Linked DNA regions of Mus musculus: region 2 is linked to region 1. Evidence: chromatin contacts called from public HiChIP or PLAC-seq data. All regions are on one chromosome and are shown on one strand. The core of a region is the stretch at or near the end of the contact, and the rest is flanking DNA. Distances in the headings are between cores, read along the strand shown. Region 1 overlaps Mthfd1l (methylenetetrahydrofolate dehydrogenase (NADP+ dependent) 1-like). Region 2 has its middle 12 kb from the start of Gm25369.

Region 1 (7,388 bases), core at 1,621-4,120:
TTTGGGGTAGGTCCACCTTGGCTCCTCCCCACAAGGAGAGAATAAAAAAGGAGTGTGCACATGCATACAGAATCATCTTTTAGGATCTTTTAAGGATTCTCCTTAGGCAGGTCGCCGAGGGAATGGACTAGAAGACAGAAGGAACCAGATGGACAGCCACTGCGTGTCACGGATGTCCCTGCCTCAGTGTATGCCTTCCTCATGAGTCTTTGAGACAGATTCCCAGCAACTCTTAGAGATACCCTATATGGTGCTAACTACCCCATAAATACCACTAGATGGCTTAATTTGTTCTGGATGAATTGTAAGATTGTTAAAGTCCAAGATTCCAGTCAAGATTATCATAAAATCCTCCAGCCCTGCCAGACGTGGTGGTGCACGCCTTTAAACCCAGCACTCAGGAGGTAGAGGCAGGCAGATTTCTGGGTTCGAGGCCAGCCTGGCCTACAAAGTGAGTTCCAGGACAGCCAAGGCTATACAGACAAACCCTGTCTCAAAAACAAAAACAAAAACCAAAAACCCAGCCCTGTATGTCATAAACCTGACTTAACAAAAAAAAAAAAAAAAAAAGAATTCAGTCTAGGCATAGTAACTCATACAACGGCAGCATTTAGAAGGCAGAGGAACTGTGAGCTCAAGACTAGCCTGGGATGTATAGGGAGACCCACCAACCAGCCACCAAGAAAGCCACCTAGAAAGAACTCCCACTGTAAATTCCTTCAGAGTCCTTTGTTCGAAGCCTCGATGTGATATCAAAGAAAAACAGTCACAGAAAAAGCCAACTTCAAATGGACATCTGTTAAGAATTCAAGCTTGGTTGGATACCTCTCCATGCTGTTTTGGAAATGTGTAACTGCTTAGGAAAGCTCTTTGAGAAGAAAGAAGTCCTTTGCCCCCGTCTCCACCCCAACACCGAGTGTAAGAAGAGCACGGGACTAATTAACAGGGAGAAATCTCTGGGTTTTCTCCCTTTTGCAAAAACAGGGAACACATTCAGACACACCACCTTCAGAGAACATGTCTCTTAGGGCCACTTCAGCTCCTTCCCCTTGCTTGAACGCAGCGCGCCGCTTGCAGAACATGACCAGCAGCCCAAACAGGCAAGACGGAGACATGGGGTCAGATCCCACACGCTGGGGAACTCTGATTCTCCTGAAAGTGTTTGGCCCAAGTTAAATATTGTTCTAAGTGCTTATGGTTTATCATTTCCCCATTTATCATATTTTTTATGTTATAAAAGTGATATACGCTACTTCACACTAAGGGTTTGGTGTGGTCTTTCTGGTCCTTTCTCTAAGGAATTTATGTTCCAACATTACTTCACATATATGGCTTACAGAGTAAATAATATTTCATGCCAAGTGATTAAAGAGGCTTTGTAAATAATTAAAGGCTGAACCAATGTGATAGGACAGAGAACACCTGATATATATATCACGAATCTCTTTCATCATGAGATTATTTTTTGAAAAGTTACACAGGCTCTTGGGTTTATTGGCTATTATAAATCACCAGCTCCAAGGAATAGAGTAGTTTATAAAATTTGAGGTTGGGAAAATTATAAGAAAGTATTTGCTCCTTCTGCCCCTGCTCAAAAAAAAAAAAATGCATTTGGCAAATGATTTCTTAGGAAAAGAGGCACTGAGGTGTGCACTATACCAGTTGACAATCTTTTATTATTTCGTAATTTTCAATAATATGTTGGGGAGAATATGTATATGTAATGTCATCCTAAAGAAGCAGGGGCACCCAGGAATACGTTCCTTAAATTCTTTTACAATAATTAATTTTGTGTATGGGTGTGTGCATGCATGTGTGGCATTCTGTGGACAATTTTTAGGAGCAGGGTCTTTCTTCCTACCATATGGGTCCTTGGGATTAAACTTGGGATGTTGTTAGACTTGGTAGCAAGCATCTCTATCCACTGAGCCATCTTGCCAGCCCAGGAATGCATTTTTACATAGGGACAAAGAAAGTGACTGTAGAAAAAATACTTGGCTACCCTCACACATCCAGAAAGTCTTCGGGATGGTGAGCCGAGGGGTTTCTATAAAAAAATCAATCGTGGGGAGGTGAAATGGGCCAGAGAAGCCTCCACACTAGCCATTAGAAAGTGTTAATCAGCACCAATTAAAGCAATTACCAAACAGAATGCGATGTGACAGCTCAGCCCCAAAAACACAGGCGACAGCTAGGCAAGGAAGGAAGTTCAGGTAGGTGTCCAGCCGCTAATACCCAGAAGGACAAAGAGGTGACGCCTTTCCAGCATTCCCCATGTGATTTCCCAACACCAGTCAAGCTGACCCCAGTTACCACTCGCGGGTGGACTGGCTTATGCTGGAATTCTTTGTTTTCAAGACTTAAGCAGCAGCAGAGGTACAGAAGGGCTATCTGCCTGCCTTCAGGACACACCAAGAGGGGACCTGCCCCTGTGTTCTAAAGCTCACAGTGTTCTGTCCATGTTGGACATTTATTTACCAGAGTCTCTGTACCAGAAACCCACACGGGAGGTAAGGGACCGCGTTCTTCCCCATGCATGCTGGAGGTACCATTAATGACTTGCTGAATAAGAGAATGAATGAATGAATGAATGAATTCTATTGAAGAATGGAGAACAGTTCTGATTGTGGACGTCAGGGAGTGGGGATTGGAGGTTAGCCTTGTATCTCAGTATCTCCGATGCCTGATAGCAATTGAATGTGGAATGACTAAGCATAACATTGCTTCATCCAGCTAGAATTTTCCCACCTGCAGGGGTCAGTTCCCTGAGTGTCATCCCGCCCCCCACCCCCCATTCCTTCTCCTTAGTCATCCCACCAGGAAGTTACCACAATGTCTCTCAGAGGAGTGATGAATGCTTGATGCATTCCAGCAAGTCTGTGGGAGGGCCCAGAGTGCGGACAAAGAAAGTAAATTCCACCCTTATTAGGAGATCCTGGCCTCCTGGGGGAATTTGCCCAGCTTGCATATGGCTTCCTGTACTGTCACAGAGTGCCTCCAAGTGACAGTGTCCTGCCTTCCTGGACCCCCTTTACTTAGGCCTCACTTCCTTCCTGATTCCTCAGGCCTGATTTCGGGCAGGCAGGGACACTCCCTCTGTCCCTGAGAGCAGCCACCAGGGGAACTTCTGCGTTGAGATAACGTCACTGATGGCTCACTCCAGGAAACCTGTGAGTAGCTGCTGCTGCTCCAGGACTGTTCCATGCATTCATTTATTACAGGTCATAAGTCAGAGAGCCAGGCCCAGGAACAGGCTGGGGGAAAGAGTCCACGCTGATTTTACAGGACAGCTTTGGTCTTAGCCTGGCCATGGAGGTGGGGGTGGGGTGGGGTGGGAGATTCACCACAGGACCATCTTCCTGGCTTCATCTATGTTTCTAAGAGACTTATTTCCTATGTCCCGACAACCTTTCAAATGAGCTAACACTAGACTCAATTCTGTCTACCAATCAGCTTCTTCCCTATGTTCAGGGTCACAAGGTCTCTCTCTCTCTCTCTCTCTCTCTCTCTCTCTCACCCCCCCTCTGTCTCTCTCTGTCTCTCTCTCACTCACACACACACACACACACACACACACACACACACATAAGACAAGGTCTCACTATATAGAGCACGGACTCAGTATGTAGATTAGACTGACTAGTCTCGGACACACAGGGGTCTGTCTGCCTCTGTCTCCTCAATACTGTGATTAAAGGTATACACCACTGGCTTTTTCTAATACTTTACTTAATAATAGTGTGACTCCTGAAAGCCACTACACTAAAATGTTTCCTTTTATGTTTAAATGTGAAATGTCCCCACTTGACAATTTTATATTATTTCATACTTTTCAATAACATGTTGGGAATAAGATGTATGTGTAATGTCATCCCAAAGGGACACACAAGATGTGTTGAAGAAGGAAACAGAGGGTGGGCCACTGATTCCCCCTCACCCCTGGGGTAGCTGTTAGGGTCCTGGCTACTGTGAGCAGCCAGCCCCAACTTGCCCATAGAAATACAATATCGTAACTCTGAGTTGCAGCAGAAGTCGGTCACTGGGCCACACTGCTGCTGAGTCAGCAGACAGATCTTGAGACCACTCACTCTCTTCTCTCTCCCAGAAGGAAATTCACTTTATGCCTCTGTGGCTCCTGAACACATGATCTGAAAATAGAAGGGCCTGGCCCGAGATGGCAGAGGTGTATTTTCACCCTGTTATTGGTGGAAGAGTGCTTAGAAAACCAGCAAAAATTGTCAATTCCATCCTGCTGTGTGATTCGTAGAGTTGGCAGAGCATGATTAAGACGTGACAGCAACACAAACTAGGAATAGCTTTGAGGTCTGGTACTCACCGTTCCCACCAAAGGATAAATGAACCCAGCCCCGATGCTGGCCCGGACATCACTGATGGGCAGAGTGAAATCCCTCGGCACTCCCTTTTTGTCAGGTTCATGAGAGAGAGAGAGGTGGGTCTTCGCCATGCAAATGGGCAAATTTCCAAAACCCTGCAGGAATGAAAAGGAATTACTTTCTTTGCCATGAGTGCTGGCTTCGTGCACTGGATCTTTGTTTACACGAGCTCTGCAGCAATTGTGTCTGGGCACAGACTCCAGCAGGTGAGGCTAGTGGGCGTGGCTGTTTGTTCAGCTAGAAGCTGAGGGAGGACAAGACCTCTGCTCTTAAGGCCATTATTTAGCGGTTGTGAGGTTTTTTTTGTTTACTCTGAAGGTTCTCCTAGAGAGGAGGCACTTGCATTGTGTGTGTGTGTGTGTGTGTGTGTGTGTGTATAAGCAAGGCTATTTTTAGACACAGCACTGGACATGCTGTAGAAAGCACTTTCCAAGGCTATTGATATCCAGGAAGGAGAAAGGTAACCAGAACAAGGCTCCTGATGAGGCTCTTAGGGCCATTGTTCTGCCCTTCTTGGGGTCTGCTGGGAAGCAAAGGGCCCTTTGTGCTGGCTCATGAATCATGGCTATTTGATCTGCGATTACATTCTAGGAACTAAGATGAGGTCACTTTTTCAGCTTCTTTTATTTTTAAGGACCAAAGTCTGTGCCTGACCCAGAATTCCAAAGGTGAAAGGGGAGGAAGTCACGTGCAGCAACTTACAAAAAGAACAGTGTCTGGGAAGGATGCTGTAATTACACAGCACATAGTGTTCCTTCAGAGACCTTACTAATTAATTGCAACCACATACTTGACACTAATGCTTAAGGAATATTCCCGTGGTAGACAGACAGATGACAGAATGTAATTGCTTATGATTCAACATACAACTATTTAGAACATTTTAGAGCCATATCAGTTGTGGGGGCGGGGGTGGGAGTGGGTACTATATTCTTGAAATCCCTACTTTTACATATTAATGAGGATTTTGGCGAGGAAAAAATATCATAACTGGTACCTAGAATTTCTGATTTTGTAAAATGAATAAGTATTGAAATAATTCCTATAAAATTATATGCATGGCCTTTGAAAATTTACTATAAATTAAAAAATGTATCATCCCATTAACATATTCTACCATAAGTCATATTTCAAAATGAAAAAAGACTATTAGAATAAATTATAACATTAAAGAATATAAATTATTACATATAATTTAAAATATAGAACATATTTTATATATGTTATAATATAAATATATGTTACAAGATATATAACATGTAAAATTTATATATAATATATAGTATATAAAATCATATATGCTATATCTCATATAGTATATATAATATAGATATATAATTATATAATATACAATGTATAAAATATAAAATAAATACTTATTATACATACTATATATGAATATATTTTATATATATATGTGGCTGTGCATGTCTGTAACTCCAGCATGATGGGAGTGGGATGAGTAGAGACAGGAGGATCCCAAGAGCATGCTGACTAAAAAACCCAGCCAAGACAGTTAACTTTTAGTTCAGTGAGAGACCCTATTTCAAGGCAGTCAGGTAGACCATGATGCTTTCTGCATGTCTATGCACACATGCACACACCCGTATGCTCACATGTGTGCAAAACACACACTCTCTCATACACACAAAGAAGAAAGAGAGAGCCGGGTGGTGGTGGCACACCTTTAGTCCCAGCACTTGGGAGGCAGAGGCAGGCAGATTTCTGAGTTCGAGGCCAGCCTTGTATACAAAGTGAATTCCAGGACAGCCAGGGCTATACAGAGAAACCCTGTCTCAAAAAAAAAAAAAAAAAAAAAAAAAAACCAAACCACCCCCCCCCCCAAAAAAAAACAGAGAAGCTGGGGCTAGGGTTGAGCCCTGGCTGAGAATGTGAGAGAGGCTTTTAGATCCAGGGCCAGTACAACAGAAAATAGAAACGAACGAGCCATGCCAAAAGAATACAAGTTCAGACTTCAAGAAAAAAATTCTTTTCTCCAGGGGAGAGGGTGAGTGGGGTCCTCCACTACCACAAACTAGGCAGTCAGGTTTCCCACATTTGGGGATATTGCAGGGTCAGCAAATCCCGGGTGCAATGGGTAAGCCTCGCCTGCAAAAACTGACTTCATGACTGTGGTGCCTCCCATGCCAGGTGAGTAGACATTTGGTTTTTTTAAGACAGGGTTTCTTTGTGTAGCCCTGGCTGTCCTGGAACTAGCTCTGTAGACCAGGCTCGAACTCACAGAGAGATCTGCCTGCCACTGCCTCCTGAGCCCTGAGATTAAAGGTCTGAGATACCAGTCTGCCCAGTTGAGAAAACGATTTTTATCAGACCCCAGAGAGCATTCAACTTGGCACTGATAGGATAGTATTTAACAAAATATCACACATATTCTAAATAAGACAAAGGGGTTGGAGGGGGAAAGTCGACAATGTTATTTGTAATGTAGTGATCCTGACATCGAACTGAGATGCTGACTTCTGTGTAGCAAGGGTAAAGCAGGTGGAAGTATTTGAGGCTCAGGGACCTTTGGGCTATAGCCCCTCCAGCCCTTGTCCCTGTCTAGAGGTAGAAGATGGTGTAGCCTTCAACTCCTGAGAACAAGGTAATGAACTACCTGCATACAGACCTCACTGAACACTGAACACTCCCTTTGCGTTCACCTCACTGGTCGTATGCAAGGATTTTTAAGACAGTAGAGCCAAAAGGGCAGTAAAGAATCAAAGGCTGACTCCCCTCTGCATACCAAAGGGACAATTCCCTGTGCTTCTGACTGAGGGATTGGGAGTGCATGTGAACTCTGATGACAGCCATACCGCATACATTGGATACGGATAGAGCCCCGTGGGAAAGTGCTGACCTAGTACAAGAGCCTGGCTCTGGGTTCCATCCCCAGCTCTGCAAACCAGAGCCGCATTCATGATCTCGGAGATCAAGGATACCTGAGTCAGAGAGTAAATGTCTTTATTATGATGGTTTACTTAGCCAACACTT
Region 2 (7,388 bases), core at 2,343-4,842, 74 kb before region 1:
CAGATGATGAGTGTCTTTATTTGAAGAGAGGAGACACATAACCAAGGAGATGGCCATGTAAATAACGGGTACAGGAGGGGAGGCAGAGAACAGAGCCATGTAGCTGCCAGCCAAGAGATGGAAGGAGAGGGAGCCCAACCCGGGTGACCCCTCATATCAGATTTCCAGACATAAGAACCGTGGGAACTCCAGGACTGACAGAGAAATTCTGTTGTTTCAGTCAGTAGAGCACTGTCCCAGCAGCCCCAGGCCATGGTCTCTACCCAGCCTCTGAGTTATCATTAGTTGGATGGCAGCAGCAAAGGCATGCTTGTCTTACAACTTCCTCTGGAGACACACGTGCAGACACACACACACACACACACACACACACACACACTTCAATTATTGGCCCTTTGCCACTTTCTGCTTGGTGACAAGCTACATCGCAGATACTTCTGGCCTCCTCAGAAACACCCCCTGACACTGAGCCTCTGCACACCGTGCTCTGCTTTTCTCTTTTTACTGGTCCCGCCTTCCATGCCCAGGTGGCCCGAGTTCAGAGCCTGAGAGCTCTGTGAGACTCAGGGTCTAGACCGGGGACTCTGATAACCCTCCAAGCTCGCATCCCCATCAGAGATCCCTCAGGTTAGGGCTTTCCAGCCAGCAAGGATAGAAAAAACTTTCTGAATGACTAGGCTTGATGCTGAGCTCATTAGAGTGTGGATGTTCGGGGTCTTTTGTTACAGCAGCCAAAGAGGACTAGCAAAAGCCTTTGGCCTAAGCATGTCTGTGAGAAGGGAATGGTAGGCTTGACCATCTCCAAGCCCACCCCAGGACCTGCACATCTTTGGTACCTTCTCAGCTTGTGTTAGAGGGGTGTCATGATTTTTTACAGTGGAAGGATTGTCAAAGTCCTGTTTGTAATGAAGGCCTTGGCACAGGGGTTCAGTTAAAGCAGCTCTGTGAGGGCATACCAAAGGACCATGTGCAGCCATTAAAGTGTTGTTAGTGAGGGCCTTGGAAGATGGCTCAGTTGATAAAGGCCTTTCCCTCACAAACATGAGGACGGGAGTTCAGCTCATCAATGCGCCCATGTGAGAAACCACGTGTGATGGTGGGTACCTGTAATCTAGCACTGGGGAGGAGCAGACAAGGATCCTTAGGGTCTGCTGGCCAACGAAGCTGGTTACTTTGGTGAGTTCTAGGCCTAATGAGAGAACTTGTCTCAAAAGATAAGAGGGATTTGGCCAAACAACTGGGTAGGCCGGCCTATTCTATATGGAGGGTTCCAAGGCAAGCCAGAGCTACATAGTGAGTCCATCTCAAAAAATAAAAAGTCGAGTTTACAGAAGACACCCAATGTTGACCTCTGGCTTCTGCATACATGTACACTCAAACGTGTGCACTCACACATGAACACATATATGCATGCACACAATAAATAATGTCACAGAAATGCAACCATTGATGTGAGGTGTTATATTCAAGTAGATTGCTACGTGCATATAAATACATCATGGTGTGATCTTATCAAGACATACAGATGCTCGTTTTGTGTATATTACAGAAAGGTCTAAAAGGAAATGTTAATGGTGGCTTTTCTTACTTAAAAGAATGAGTTTTTCTGGCCATTTGCTTCCCTTTCTAGGTTCTCCATAGTTAATATATAATTTATAGTAATAATGAAAAGTACTGTGATTTTTTAAAAGATTACGCATGTATGTATGTATGTATGTATGTATGTACATTGGTGTTTTGCCTGCGTGTATGTCTGTGTGAGGAGGCCGGATCCACCAAGACTGGAGTTACAGACAGTTGTAAGCTGCCATGTAGGTGCTGGGAATTAAACCAGGGTCCTCTGAAAGAGCATCTGATGCTCTTCTCTGACAGCCCTGGAAATATACTTGTAACAGTAAGAAAATGTAAAGCAAGATCTTCCATTTGGAGGAAAGAATGCACCTAAGAACTGTCTGAAGTTGCACAAGGGGCTATTGTTTGTCTCTTGCAGGATGGGTTTAGAGAGACTGACTGCTTCAGCCACAGGAGGGTCTGGCTCCTGGGACAAAAAGGGATACGGGGGTGGGGGGCTGGAGTAAAGTGATCTAGAAAATGGGAATGGTAGTGGGACACCTGCAGGACATTTCGGAGTCCTCTGCACAGAGAGTCTTCTTCATCCAGTTCACATCAGATAAAATACCTTTCATCCTACTTGACCATGGAGCTAGGGACACATGTGGTCCAGTACAGACACTGAGGCATTTGACAATACTATTTGACAAAAGACAGTTCAACCGAGGAAGGAACAAAACTACCTGGACATGTCCCGAGGGCATCAGTTTTCAGTTTATATATTGTTGAGGAGACTAGGTGCTTTAAGTGGATATGAGTGAATTGGAGCCACACACTCAAATGAACATGAACAAATAAGACTGCCGGTGTCCTCTGACAGTATGCGCCAGTATGGACAAGGGGCAGAGGGTACAGGTTGTTTTGGTAGGGATCCATGTTTGAGTACTGGTAGTGATGGGGTAGGAGTTAGGGTTGGGGTAGAAGTAGGGGTAGGTTTATTTGTAGGTGTAGGGGGAGGGGTAAGGTAAGGGATAAATGTAAGGTTAAGGGTAAGGGGGTGTTTGAATTCAGGAAGTTGTAGCAGTGTTAAAGGGCTCCTGGGTGAAGTGGCAGTCAACCATTACATGAGACTGCAGAAGAGGACAGGCAGTGCCCAGTGGATATGATTTCACCTAGCGTTTGACTAAGACTTCTGTCTGAATGCTGGAGGGCAGTAGAGAAGCCTGATAGGTGTGAGGGTATAGTTCAGTGGTACAGCACTTGCCTCGTATGTGTAAGGTCCTGGGTTCGATTCACACATGTGCACATGCACATACACAGAGGGAGAGGGAGAAGGAGAAGGAGAGGGAGAAGGAGAGGGAGATGGAGAAAGAAAAGAGGGAAGAGAGGAAAAGAGGGAGAAAGGAAAAGAGGGAGAGAGGGAAAGAGGGAGAGAGAATAAATCTCATGCTCACTGCCATTTCCCATGATGCAAGTGTTCACCTCAGCACGCAGGAGGGCCTCCCAGATCACCCTTTGCAAACTGCTGCTTCCTTATCAGGGGACTTACCCAGTTTCCTCTTTCTTGCTCAAACTGAGCATAGGGTTAAATACAGAACTCCTAAACTGGCCATGGAGGCACAAGTCTGCAGTCCTAGTTCTTTTGAGGTAGAGGCAGCGGATCAGGAGTGCAGGGCCTCCTCAGTTATGTGGTGGCTACACAAACCCTGTCTCCAGAAAGAGAAAAAGAAAAATTAACCGTTGAAAATGCATGTATTTGGATCCCTCTCCACACCTCTTCTTTTGCCCTTTAGGGCTCAAGCACACACACACACACACACACACACACACACACACACACATACACACACACACACACACAGAGGCAGGGGCTGGATGCCATCTCTCACCCTGTACAGGACACAGGGGGGCCCTTTCCTGAAGGAATGCAAGGGGACATCCTGCCCTGATAGAAAACTCCTGTATTTTACTTCCTGTCCTATGGCCGAGAGCCCTGTTCCTAGCTAGAGTCCTGGCCTTTGTTGCCTCCCTTCTTCCTGTTGGCCCTTCCTCTCCTTGTTGTCCTTCCTGTCTCTACAGGGCAGGGGACATTGGGTGGGAGGACAGTCCTTTGCAAAGGAGATAGATACTTTTCTATGGCTCTGACTCCATCTCTCTCCTCACTCCATAGCAGCTGTCACCTGTGCATCTGGCCCCAGAGACCCCAACTGCCCTGCAGGGCTAGGCCAGTTCCTCTGTAGCCTGAGAGCAACAGGGTACACTCTTCTCTGCACTTTGCTTCCTCAAGCTCCTCCTCTGATGATCTCCATTTTCTAAACTGCAGGACATTCAGGGGAGGGGGAGGGGGGAGGGGGAGGGTAAGGGCAATTTGAGAAGGGCAGCAGTGGAGTGGAGGGAGAGAGAAGGGCAAGAACAAAGTATGTGTTAGAATGGGATGATGAAGTCCTCTTGGATGCTAACTATTCCACCACTAAAGCCCACACAGTGTGGTCATCTCTCTCAGGCAAGCTTGTCCACCTGGTTCCCTGGCTCTATAACAATCGGTTATCCTGAGGCACAGAAGTTTCTTTGTTTGCAACCTAGGCAATTCTGAGGCAGAGCCCTTGGCAACAGGTTGACATCCATTGCATATGGCAATTGCATATGGCACAAACTGGTCCTGATGTCTACCTCTGTCCCCTGGTCCAGTCTAAGCCCCCTTGATCTTATGGCCCTGCAGTTTCAACAATCTCTCTTTGTTTCCAGAGCGACTGGTTGGGTGAAGTCAGACTCCTTTGTCTGAAGTTTTATACCTAGCATGTCTGAGGAAATAAACCCTTGGGCATGTCTGTTCAGGCTTTCCTGGATCAGGTTGATTGGGGTGGACTCACCGTACATGTGGCTGGCACCATCCCCTGGGTAGAAGGTCTCAGACTAAACAATAAAGGAAAAAGCAAGTTGAGTACTAACTAGTACTCATTTCTACTTCCTGCAGATCCAGTGCAACCCAATTGTAATGGCTATTTCTGGTTGTCAACTTGACTATATCTTAAATGAACTACCACAATCCAGAATTGGAAGGCTCACCTGTGATCCAGATCTTGAGGCTGGGAGATACAAGTGTCTGAACTGGATCTTGGCATGGAGATCTTGAGGCATAGCGGCTATGAATCCCAGGAGACTAAGGCAAGGAGATCTCTGAGTTCAAGGTCATCTGGGACAAAGCAAGTCTCAGATCCAGGTACACAGCTTTAATTTGGGCCACACCTTCTGCTGGAGACCTACATAGGGACATTGGAAGAAGGAAGATTCTCTCTTCTCCTCCTGCTTGCCTTGTGGGACTGAGCAACTGCTACATCCTTGGACTTCCATTCACAGCTGATCATTGTTGGGGAGTTGGATTGTTAAGTCACCATAACAAATTCCCTTACTATATAGAGACGACCCATAAGTTCTGTGACTCTAGAGAACCCTGACTAATACACCAACTGTCTCATACTTCACTGCCTTCTTCCCCTCCATGATGGACGGTGCCATGGAAACAAGAGTCAAAATAAACCTCCCTTTCTGCCTTGGGTTGCTTTTGTCAGGTTATCTGTTATAATAACAAGATGATGAGCATCTATGTAGTAACAAGATGATGAGCATCTATGCACAGTGGCTGCCAAGACAGTTCCCATTCCTAGATTGAAGGACTCTAGTGCCTTTTAAGGACTGACCTTTTCCTATGCTGGCAAAACAATGGTCACAACAAGGCTGTTCAGATGCTGACTGTCTGTAAGGCCCTGGCCTGTAGGATGCTAGTAATGGAAAGTGGTACAATTTTGAGAAGACAGAGCTTAGTGGGACACCCTTGAGTCACTGGTGGCGTGTACCCCAGATGGGTTTTTGAGGTTCCTGGACTTCCTTTTTGTCTTTGTTCTCTGGCCCAAAGCAACCAGCTCAATGGTTTCTGGATTGGAATCATTGAAATGCTGAGCTTGAAACAAAGCAAAAAAACAGAACCCTTTCTTTCTGTAAATTCATTGTTTCAGGCATATTGTTATAGTTACAGAAAGTGGATGCACAGTAGGCCAAGAGCAGCACAGTGTTACTGACTGGTGTGCTAGCTCTGCTCGCTGAGCAACCTGCACCAAGTCTGGCTCTGCTACCTTGTAGACAAGTGACCTAATATCCCTGCAATCAGTTTTTGCATATTTTTAAAGAGGACAATGATGCTAATCTGTTTCTTAAGTGTTGTCATTAAGTGAGTTGCTGTGCCAGGTACATAATAGATGCTTAGTTAGTGATGGTCAGTTTTTTGTCAACCTGACATGAGTGAGGGCCATCTGGGAAGTGGGAACCTCACCTGAGAAATTGTCTCCATCAGATTGGCTAGTAGGCAAATCTGTGGAACATTCATTTTCTTGACTGATGTGGGAAGGCCGAGCCCACTGTGGGCGGTGCCACGCCTGGACAGATTGTCCTGGGTGGTATAAGAAAGCAGACTGAGAAAAGCCATGACAAGCAGGCCAGGAAGCAGTGTTCTTCCATGGTCTCTGCTTCAGTTCCTACTCCCAAATTTCTGCCCTGCTTGAGCTCCTGCCTTGTCTTTCCTCAGTGATGGACTGGGCTCTGAATGTGCAAGCCAAATAAACCCTTCCTCCCCAAGTTGCTTTGGGTTATAGTCTTTATTAAACAATCTTCAAAAAAATGTTTTTCCCTGGCAATGGATGTTCTGGATTGAGAGCTACATCTCTCCCTGTAGACCATCATGGCTGGGTCATATGGATGAAGATGAGATTCCACTTGGCCGGTCTTATCAGGAGTCCCTGAGGTACCATGTGTGGGTTGATCCCCTGTCTCTGGGATTTGGTATGCTGCAGGGAAACATCTGGAACATTCAGACCAGCTGGAGGTAGCTTTAGGTTTGGACGGTGGCCATTCTCACGAGGCATCCCAACTACAGCAATTCTGGCTTTCAACTTTGGCTCAGAAGCAAAGGGCGGTGGGAGGAGTTATCTGGGAGAAGGAAGATGCAGAGAATGAACAACCTCCCTTGTCATTTGGGAGTTTTCAGAGAGAAGGGCTTTAGTCTTAAACTCTCCCCTAGGGGCCCAGATGTTTCGCACAGCTCGTTATCAATCGGCAGTCACTGATTGATGGAGGTGATTGTGCACCACACAAGAGCAAGTGTGGCTTTGACTGCAGACACCCCAGTTAGCAGATAAGCACTGGAGATGCTGGATTGGCCCCATTTTCTGTATTTTGGGTTTAGCCAGACATGTCTTCCCTGAGAGAAGAATGAGCTTTGGGCAGCAGTGCTTTCATCTTGTAAATTCTGGGGGCTGGTGGTAAGAGATAGTTATGGACATCTTTGGGGGAACTCTATGGCTTCCAAAGCTGCTTTAGGTATGGTAGCTTCCCAACCACAGGCTTCCTCCTCATCCTTCCTGGTGTGAGTAGAAATGGCCAGTGTCAAAGTAGGAGCGGCAGCTAAGTCCTTTTCCCTGTGAAATCACATGGTTTTCTCTACTAGGTACATGGGTGAGTACTGGGGGGGGGGGGGTCCCAGCTGTTAAGAGACAGGGTCCAAGTTCTGATGTCAATACCATGTCAACAGGGGATGTGAACATTAAACAACCTTCCACTCTGGTCTGGAGGACCTGGGCCTCTTGTCTTCTCACTAGATCTCTCCCCTAAGGCATCGTTTTGAAGGGCAGGTCTAGAGAATGGCTGCCTGCAGAAGGCCCTGGTGACAGAGACTGACTCTGCTGACCTGAAAGGTAGTGGGGCCCTGAAGAAGGGATGGCTGTCTGGAAGTTTGTACTTCTTCCAGTGTCCTTGTTCTGGCTGACAATTCCTAATCAAGCCCAGCT

What was found. HiChIP or PLAC-seq counts read pairs in DNA pulled down with a chosen protein or histone mark.
Region 2: an H3K27ac HiChIP or PLAC-seq map of the HPC-7 cell line shows a contact between it and region 1, with 6 times the contacts expected there. The contact joins two enhancer-like sites. A contact is called at or near these places in 4 of 39 promoter capture datasets (the C10 cell line, the HPC-7 cell line, hematopoietic stem and progenitor cells and 1 more), 2 of 484 Hi-C or Micro-C datasets (the N1E-115 cell line and embryonic stem cells) and 1 of 115 datasets of contacts at active chromatin or transcription factors (the HPC-7 cell line).

The regions. Positions count from the first base shown.
Region 1 is chr10:4,103,478-4,110,865 of GRCm38.p6, reverse strand. It overlaps Mthfd1l (methylenetetrahydrofolate dehydrogenase (NADP+ dependent) 1-like), which reads right to left. Exons shown (of 28, transcript NM_172308.4): 26 at 4,337-4,489. Gm25515 (a small nuclear RNA gene) reads right to left here and starts at 6,553; the gene lies at 6,397-6,553. Within about 2 kb of position 2,870, at least 136 of the 459 cell types and tissues checked have an H3K27ac peak or open chromatin away from gene starts, as enhancers often do. A contact at or near this core is called in the HPC-7 cell line and hematopoietic stem and progenitor cells, where this site is marked.
Region 2 is chr10:4,178,280-4,185,667 of GRCm38.p6, reverse strand. No RefSeq gene overlaps it. Among named protein-coding and RNA genes, the nearest start is that of Gm25369, 12 kb to the right of the region's middle. Within about 2 kb of position 3,592, at least 20 of the 459 cell types and tissues checked have an H3K27ac peak or open chromatin away from gene starts, as enhancers often do. A contact at or near this core is called in the HPC-7 cell line and hematopoietic stem and progenitor cells, where this site is marked.